Regions from separate parts of the Zea mays genome. Here all the other regions are linked to region 1. A link is a contact called in public Hi-C data. All regions are on one chromosome and are shown on one strand. Each heading gives the region's core, a stretch centred on a gene start, on an enhancer-like site or on the middle of the called end of the contact. The rest is flanking DNA. Distances are from core to core; before and after follow the strand shown.

The links. Hi-C and Micro-C count contacts between places; a contact is called where the count stands out from the background.
Region 2: a Hi-C map of tassel shows a contact between it and region 1, with 2.4 times the contacts expected there. The contact joins the promoter of LOC100274316 here to the promoter of LOC100192921 in region 1. A contact is called at or near these places in 3 of 25 Hi-C or Micro-C datasets (endosperm, leaf mesophyll and tassel).
Region 3: a contact with region 1 is called in a Hi-C map of tassel, with 2.0 times the contacts expected there. The contact joins the promoter of LOC103651515 here to the promoter of LOC100192921 in region 1. A contact is called at or near these places in 3 of 25 Hi-C or Micro-C datasets (ear, endosperm and tassel).

The regions. Positions count from the first base shown.
Region 1 is chr3:224,724,607-224,727,536 of Zm-B73-REFERENCE-NAM-5.0, reverse strand. It overlaps LOC100192921, which reads left to right and starts at 1,510. Exons shown (of 2, transcript NM_001364547.1): 1 at 1,510-1,608; 2 at 1,821-2,930. The coding sequence starts at 1,845.
Region 2 is chr3:224,338,826-224,341,755 of Zm-B73-REFERENCE-NAM-5.0, reverse strand. It overlaps LOC100274316 (IAA-amino acid hydrolase ILR1-like 4), which reads left to right and starts at 1,378. Exons shown (of 5, transcript NM_001148679.1): 1 at 1,378-1,904; 2 at 2,887-2,930. The coding sequence starts at 1,539. It overlaps LOC103651500 (a long non-coding RNA gene), which reads right to left and starts at 994. Exons shown (of 4, transcript XR_002268240.3): 1 at 498-994; 2 at 307-383; 3 at 1-155.
Region 3 is chr3:225,032,224-225,035,153 of Zm-B73-REFERENCE-NAM-5.0, reverse strand. It overlaps LOC103651515 (zinc finger CCCH domain-containing protein 7), which reads right to left and starts at 1,470. Exons shown (of 10, transcript XM_035966501.1): 1 at 105-1,470. The coding sequence starts at 1,256.

The DNA of each region.
Region 1 (2,930 bases), core at 261-2,760:
TATTAATTGGCAGCATATGCACTAGTTTTTTTTTATCACCACACCTACTCACTGGCAACAAAATTGAACTACAAAGTCAGCTGTACTATGAATGATTAGAGGTGGTGATAATAAAGTCAGTTGCAAATAATAATGGCCGGGCGTCGGGACGGGGCTGGAGGTCGCCGGAAGAGGCTTGGGCGGCGGTGCCGGGCGATGGCGGCTACGCATACGAGGAGCGGGAGAGAAAGACAGAATGAACTGACACGGGCGCGGGCCGTCGGTTAAATTCCCTTATGTGTGACGGCTTGTCTGCCAGCCGTCGAACATAAGCCTATATCCGACGGTCCGCCTACCAGCCCTCGGATATCAGAAATTATGTCCGACGGTTCCCTATACGACCGTCGGTCATATGTGAGCCGTCGGACTTATAGCGTTTTACTGTATTGAATCAAACCTGTGACGATTATAGCCGATATACACATACTTGAGGGAGAGTACTTTGCCTGCAGTACCATATAATTGAGGCCTGCCTGCCCCTACGTATCTATGTAGCTCGATCGCTAGGCTGACTGCCCCTAGCGCTGCTGCCCGAGCTTATCTTTCAGAACCCAGTTATTGAGGCCATTAATTAGAGCTAGGTGCACACCAAAGTGAGTGACACTTTGCTGCATTTAAAGTCCGGGACAGCAGCTAGCTACTAGTACTAGCTAGTATACATGCTCATCTATCACTGCACAAAAGTGTCAAGTGTGCATATAGAGAGAGGGACCATGCGTACTAGCTCTGCTGCTGTAAGTGTATGTGTGTGTGGATGATTTTGTTTTCTTTTTGGAGAAAGTAAGTGTGTGCATGTAGCCATGATAGTAGAGAAAATTGCTATTCTGTCACTTCTAACGTGGGCTCTCTGCTATTATATCACCCTATGTTTATGACTTGTGGGACCATTTATGTCTATGATTTGTGGGTCGATCTGGTGGTAAAATAGAGAAGTCCACGTCTGAGTGTGACAAAATAGCAAATTTTCCGCCATAGTAGCCTCCCTTAGATGCTTGCTATGGGTTGCGATGCACACACACAAATCTATCTATGTACCGTACCCTAGCTACTCCTTGGTTGCCCTCTTTATAAGAGCATGCTAGCTTTTCCTCCCTGCAGCCTTTTGCTATACTGCTGCATACACACACACACACACACAGGATAGTGAGAGATGATTAAGTCGCTCCCACATAGCAAAGCCAAAAGTTTAGCAGCTCACCGCAGGCATCTTCTTGTCCTCTTGCTCTTTCCTTGATCCATCCATGGACCATGCATGGTGCTTTTGCAGGCCGCCGGCTCCCCTCTCAAGCTATAGCGGTTACTAGTACTACTAGACTACTAGCTAGTGCACGAATGCCCCCTTCTGCACCTCGCTTGCCATAGCTTGCATCATCATCAGCTGCTAGCCTGCTAGCAGCTCGGTCCACGCGCGACTACTAGTCTACTAGTAGATGAGCAGTCCAGCAGTGAAAGTGTAGTGGCAGTGGCAGCGGCAGCCATATCCCCACCACACTGCTCGATCATCACCACGCCTCCGTCGTCAGACCTGCACCTAGCTTTGCATCGCGCATTAATCAGGAATCGGAGGAGGTATATGCGCTGTACGTTGCAATAATAATATTTTCTTCCATACATTCTGGTGTGTTATGGTATGCATGCCATATGCATATATATTATGTGCAAGTTCTTCGCGTCATCCGTTTAATGCATGGCGTCTCGATCCATGTATGCATACAAATACTCGCTCGCATGCATGCATCATGTGGTTGCTTTGCTGATCAGACCAGCTAACTTGCAAGCAGGGGTCTGATTCTTCCAAGTTAAAGATGGATCATAACCTGAGCGACATGACGATCCTGAGCGAGCACGCATGGGGCGACGAGGCCGGCGCCGTCTTGCTGTCGCCACCGGAGGTGGGCAGCGTCATCGAAGGCGGCGGGGGCATGACGGTGCTGGAGAGGCTGGTGCTCGACGAGGCGCTGGCAGCCGCGATCCTGGAGCTGCAGGCCATCCAGCAGGCCGCCCCCGGGCCCGCCTCCTGCGCCGGCAAGCAGCAGCTGGCGGCCGGTGGCGGTGGTGGTGTGGTTGGGGCGGAGGCCGCTGTCGCCTTCCCCTCGATGATGGCGATGGCGATGGCGGCGCCAACGCCCGCCTACGCGGACGCGGACGTGGACGCGGGTGTCCTGCAGCGACAGCAGCATCACCATCGCCCTCACGCCGCGATGGGGATGCCTAGTCCCGACTACGACCTCGCACCAGCAGCAGCAGCAACACCCGCGGTCGCGGTAACTGCTGCCGCGCCGCCCGCCTTCACCACAAACACAAACGCCGCGGTTGACAGCGGATGCAGCGGCCTCGTAGTCCTTGGACGCTCGCCGCCGCCGCCGGTCTTCTCCGCCAGCAACGAGACCGCAGCAACGGCGAGCCTGGACTGTGAACATGGCGGCGGAGGCCGTGGTGGTGGCCGAAGGCAACGCCGGCCCAACAGGAAGAGGAAGGCCGCCGCCGAGGCCGAGCGGTCGCGACCTGTGCGTGTGGCGGCGGCAGCGGCACAGGAAGAGAGCACCTTGTGCAGCCTCCTGGCGTCCACCGCCCCGACCACCGCGGGCGGCATCCAGATCGCGTTCAGCACGGCGGCCGTGCATCAGCAGCAGCATGCTGCCGGTGGGGCCGGCGGCGCCAAGACATCAGCGAAGCCGTCGTCTCTGAGTCTGAGCAGCAGCGGCTCGTCGAGCAACATCAGCTTCGACGGCCGGAACCCCGCGCGCAACGGCGGCGGCGGCGGCGGCGGCGACCCCGTGTACGAGCCGGACACGGAGGCGCTGGCGCAGGTGAAGGAGATGATCTACCGCGCGGCGGCGATGCGCCCGGTGTCCCTCGGCTCCGAGGACGACGCCGGCGCCGGCGCCGAG
Region 2 (2,930 bases), core at 129-2,628, 390 kb after region 1:
GATATCCTTTTCCAGATCAATGATGGCATACTCTTCTGAATCAACAACCCAGCTCACAATCCTACCTCGATCGTACACCTTTCTTTTTTCCATCTTTAAAGCTGAAGTATGCATTGACATTGACCTCAACTCTACAAGCATTCTTCGGATAGATCCTACAATGCAAGAACAAAACAAATAGACAGAAATGAGCAAACAATTTCAGGTCCTTCTGGTTCCCTTCACACAACCATATATTACCACATACAAATACTAGAAAAATAAGTACAAATCGGAGGAAGAATATAGAGGACCAGAGGAGATTACCTTTCAGGAACTTCGTCGACATCCATCCCTGCTCAAATCCCCACTGCCTTGTCTTGGCATTGCAAAATCCCCCAAAACTAGGTTTTAAATCAAGAAACCAGAGCACGAGAAGGAGAGTAACAAGAGGCAAAATGAGGGAAGGAAGCAGAGGTGTGCATCATGGAGAATAAAAGATAAAGAGCAGCTGCAACCTCCGAGGAAGCACGCCGCGGGCCGTCGCCTTCGTTTCCTGTGCGGCTGGTGCGTGCGTGTTTCCAGGATGCTTGCATGAGTGGGCTGGGTTTGAGGGTGTTTGGTTTCTAGGGATTAATCCCTCTATTTTATTTCATTTAGTCTCTAAATTGTTAAATACAGAAACTAAAACTTCTAAGAATTATTCCCTAGAAAACAAACACCCTCTTAGGCTACAGGTGTGTGTGCGCGTGAGTTTTTTTTTCTAAGTTTCCGTATTTGACAATGTAGAGTCTAAAATAAAATAAAATAAAATAAAGAGACTAAAAATTATTTTCTAGAAAACAAAACACCCCTTAGGCCTAACGTGTGTGCGCGCGGAGTTTTTCTATTTTTAATTGATTTTATTATATTTTCATCAGATCAAACGTTGATTTAACGTGGATGGTAGAAATCTATAACGGAGCAACTTTTCAATGCTACTAATATATAGTTTAATATTTTGGTGGTATTTTTTCTATATTGTAGATCTTTTAATGTTATAGATCCATTTTTTTTGTAAAAATAAAGATAAAGTTATGAGCAGAGCAACCATGTAAATATCTCTTAATATTTTGATAATCGTTCTTACAAGTGTGCTCTTACTCCTATTTTACCCTGCATCCGTCACTACTAGGTAGACTGGGAGACGTGCCCAACTACCCCTGAGCAAGTGCCACCCTGCAAATGGCTGGACAACAAGAACCAATCGGTCGACTATTCCATCAGTACAACCAGCAGTCGTAGATAGACGCCTTGAAACAAAAGACTACCCGAGAGGGCCAGACAATGAAAAGCAGAAACGATCGCGCACGCACGGCAGCAGGATCGGCACACGAAAAACGCAGTTGCATCGTGGCATGCATTTGGAAATATCGTAATCAAAATAAACCAGCCGCCGCCCTCGTGCGGGCCTGCGCTTGCCTTGGCCTCGTCAAAAGCAAGGCCGCCCCACTCTAGGCTCACCTGATTCCTTCCGCCTTGTCAGCGCAGCGATCCAGACCCACCCGAGCCAACAACCCATGGCCGCCGCGACGCCGCGTCTCCTGCTCGCGGTCGCGGGCCTCACCCTCGCCGTCCTCGCCGCCGCGGTCTCGCCGTCTCTGGCGGCGGGGCCGCCGGTGCTGCAGGACCCGGCGGAGCTCCTGCGCCTTGCCAAGGAGCCGGCCTTCGCGGACTGGATGGTCGGGGTGCGGCGGCGGATCCACGAGAACCCGGAGCTGGGATACGAGGAGTTCCAGACCAGCGAGCTCGTGCGCCGGGAGCTCCACGCCATGGGGATCCCCTACAGGCACCCCTTCGCCGTCACCGGCGTGGTAGCAACAGTCGGCACCGGCGGTCCGCCCTTCGTTGCTCTGCGGGCGGACATGGACGCGCTGCCCTTGCAGGTCTGTAACTGTAACCGCCTTCCTTTTTTTCTCCTCTGCTTCTTGATTTCGCTGCGGATTCTGGAAAAGAAATTATTGCTTGCTTTTTTCTAAGGATAAAGGCAAATGTCTCTGCTCTGGTTATCGAATCCGTTTCTGTTTCAACCGCGAGCTTGGAACTTGGATTATTTAAAACGAACTGCGTACTTCTAGTGGCCACAAAACTAAATTTGACTAGTCAAAGGGAAGAGGAACGCCAGGGATTCAAAGAACTCGTGCTCACCGGAAGGCTAAAACTTGTTCACTGGTTATTCTTTTTAGAATTCATTATCCATTAAAATTTGTTGTGGCGCAATACAAAGTAAGGACTAGTGACCATCGAGGCCAGCACGTGCCATATGGAAATGATCAATTGAAGTATCGAGTATGCATGTATATAGTTCATTCATGGCAGAATGGCAGATGTGAGATGTCCTAGTAACCGGTAAGAAAGGGAGGAATAGGTCTGCACCTGCTACGCATGGGAGTATGTGTATCTGTAACAGTCGTGTGGTTCGTTTAAAGAAAAAGTCTTGTGAGACTTCGGTCATGTCCCAGGTGGTGATTGACATGGCAAATATGTGATTTCTGTGTATGGCATAATTATTGGGTTCTTGAACCTGATTGATATGGTTAAAATTTATTGCACGCATGTGCTGGTTTCTTCTCTTGGTCAATGTGAAAATATCCTAATTCGCTTTTGTTTTACTAGCTCTCGAAGACCCCGCTATTGATGTGTTTTAGATGTATTTTTCTGGTGACATAGTTCCATGTTTCGTGCAGTGGGATTGATTATATGTTAGGTTGCTTCTGGATGTACTGATCTCCAAATTTAAATATTATTGCGGGATCAATTTTCAATTATTTTTTCTTGATAATTTAATTGTAGTAAACTATATCTGCTCAAAGAAGTATGATTATCTTGTACTTGTCCACCAGTTAAAATTGATGTCCTGTTTTACAGGAAAGTGTGGAGTGGGAACACAAGAGCAAAGTCCCTGGGAAGAT
Region 3 (2,930 bases), core at 221-2,720, 310 kb before region 1:
AAAGGCATCACACAAAACATTAAACCTCACTAGGCAAACGAACTAGAAGGTGCATGGTTAGACAGAAGCAACAAATAATAACATTTGAAAGCAGTATCAGATACCTCATTGTCAGGCAGCGGAGTCTCATTCCAATCCACAACTTCATCATAAGTGACGGCTTGAGCCCTGGTAACAGATATTTGTGCATCACCTCTGACAATAGCATCCCTGTTCAGTATAAGATGATCATTTCCTGTTTCAGGAATTGATTGCAAATTCCCGAATTGTGTGCCATAATCACAAGATTTATTTGGCCCTGAGCCTCTGCTAATGGAATTGTCTTCCAATTTCTCATCTTCACCATCTTCGTCTCCATGTTCGGAATTTCCAGATTCTTCTGAACCCAAATCCTGAAACTCGCCCTCAATCTCTCCTTCCTCGAAACCACCACCATCATTCTGCCCATTATCACAGTTTCTAAGAGGTTCTCCTTCTTCAATCCTATCACCCAGTTGTTTCAAATCCTCAGATGCCTTGCTATTCTGCAGGTCACCTCCAGAAACTGCACACCTCTGTGTTGGTATTGCTCCAGCATCAACATCATCAATCAACCCTGTGAAGTTTGTCAGCATCGCTTCAAACAAAAGACAGCCTTCATCATCACCCACTGCTACCTCTACCGATTCGTCAACCTTCGTCTCCAAGAGAGACTCCACCGACTTCAAAGATACGTCACCCACCATCGCCAGTCCAGCTCCAACCGCTGACTCCTCCACCTCAGCAGTGGTCTTACATGAGGTGCTTTCTACCACAAGTACCGCTGATTCCCCAGCCTCGGCTCTGGTCATACACGAGGTGCTTTCTACGACCCCTACCGCGTCCGCACCCTCGAGCTGCAGAGCCTCAGCCTCAGCCTCAACCAGGTCGAGGGTAGAGTTCGCCGCGGCCGGTTGATGGACAGTCCCGTGAAGCGAAGGGCCTCCCGCATCCGCCGCCTCGATTTGCACATCCTTTAGCCGATCGAAATCAGCGCCATTAGGCCTTTCTGGGGAATCGTCGGGGTCCCCACCGACGAAGTCCGCGGCGACGGGCTCGGGCACGGGCGGCGAGATGCCACAGGGCGACGGGTTGATGTGGAGACAGTGAGAGAAGAGGCGGGAGAGCGTGCGGAAGGAGGCACTGTCGAGGTGTGACCGACGACGGGTGAGGACGGCAGCGGCGGCGAGGGGGGAGGGAGTCGGGGCCACAGACGGCGGCGCGAGGGCATCCTCCATGGTTAAGGAACTGGGTGGGCTGGAACTAGGGCTTAGGCCTTAGGGTCTGAGACGGCGGTCGACTCGCCGCGGGAGTTCGCCGTCGACAGCGGCGGCTGGTCTTCGGCAGAGGCGGGCGTGGGCGAAATCCGCCAAGTATACGGTGAGTCGGTGGCGCTGCATTTTTGCCGCTGCTCCATAAGCAATTCGGCCTACCGGGCTTTCGTGTGGGACTAGCCCACTAGGCCCTTTCCATGTTTTATTTTTTAAATTTCTTCAAAATCTTAAACTTAACTTTAGTAAAAGGTTAATAGCTCAGCTTTCTCGGCCAGCCGAACAGAAAAGGCAGGCATTGTTTGGTTTTTAGACACTAATTTTTTAGTCTATATATTTTATTCTGTTTAAGTATATAAATGCTAAGTACAAAAACTAAAATATAGTTTTATTTTTTATATTTGGCGATTTAGGTAGTAAAATAAAATAAAATAGATAGATAAAATTAGTCCCTAAAAACCAAACACATCCAAGACTACTTCATATATGTTCATCATTAAAGTATGGTAATTATTTTTGTTCCAGTTTTCCTATTTATTATATTTTTTTCCTAGTAATAACTTTTCTTTCGTCGCAGTTCCACACTTCGATGGTCTGCTCGGAGTATGGTTTTGGTTTGGCTTGGCGATAAATTACTAGTCGTTAGCGCGCGCTAGCGCGCGCATGTTATTTGAGATTGCAGTAATATATAGGAGTATTACATTGTATAGTTACATATATAGTACCAGCCTACACGACTTTGTGTCATAATCTCATATGTAAAACATGTGTCAGATAAGGGTTATTGGTAAAATTAGGTATAATATGGGGAATATGAAAAAAGAATGTCATCAAGACCTTACCATTTACCAGCAAGAAATTTAGATGACACAACAGAGAAATCAGATTCCAAAAATACAACAGATTGAAGTCACGGAGACCTTGCCATTTACCAGCAATCAACACACCAAGAGACCAGTCCTCTTTTTTCTGAAGAAAAGCTTATATTATATATATATATATATATATATATATATATATATATATATATATATATATATATATATATATATATATTCAAGTTCTGAATTTCTTTCTGAAGAAATGTTATGAAGTAATTGACAATAGAACAAAACTTCTTAATGGTACTATGTAGTTACAGGGAAGAAGCTGACATAAATTGTTGTGTCCAAAGAACGACAGAAAAGGGAAAAAATCTTTACATACCGGATGTAAAGAATTTCTTTTACACCCCTACACATACATCAGCTGCTGGTCATATAAATAGAAGAAAAATAAATTACTAAAGAGTTATTTTGTAAATTTTGATCCGTCTTTGTGGGTCTCCAAGTGCTGAATGTGAGGAACTGCAAAAGATGATGATTACATCCAGTATGTACAGAATTATTCTCCTAGAAAAATAGCACCGGAGCCGAGCCACCATTGGTGTATGCTGCCGGAGCCCGACCATCCACGCCCACGCCATCCCACTGGGATCAACATGCACCTGTCATGCCGTTTTTGTAGGCAAGCGCGACGACGCCGGAGGTCGACTATCGACTATCGGTGCCTGCAATTTCCTGGTGAGATCTGTCGGTCCAACCCAGAGGGCGAGTCTGTTGGGGTTCTAGTGCAAATCCCCTGTTGCGATAACGGTGGTGG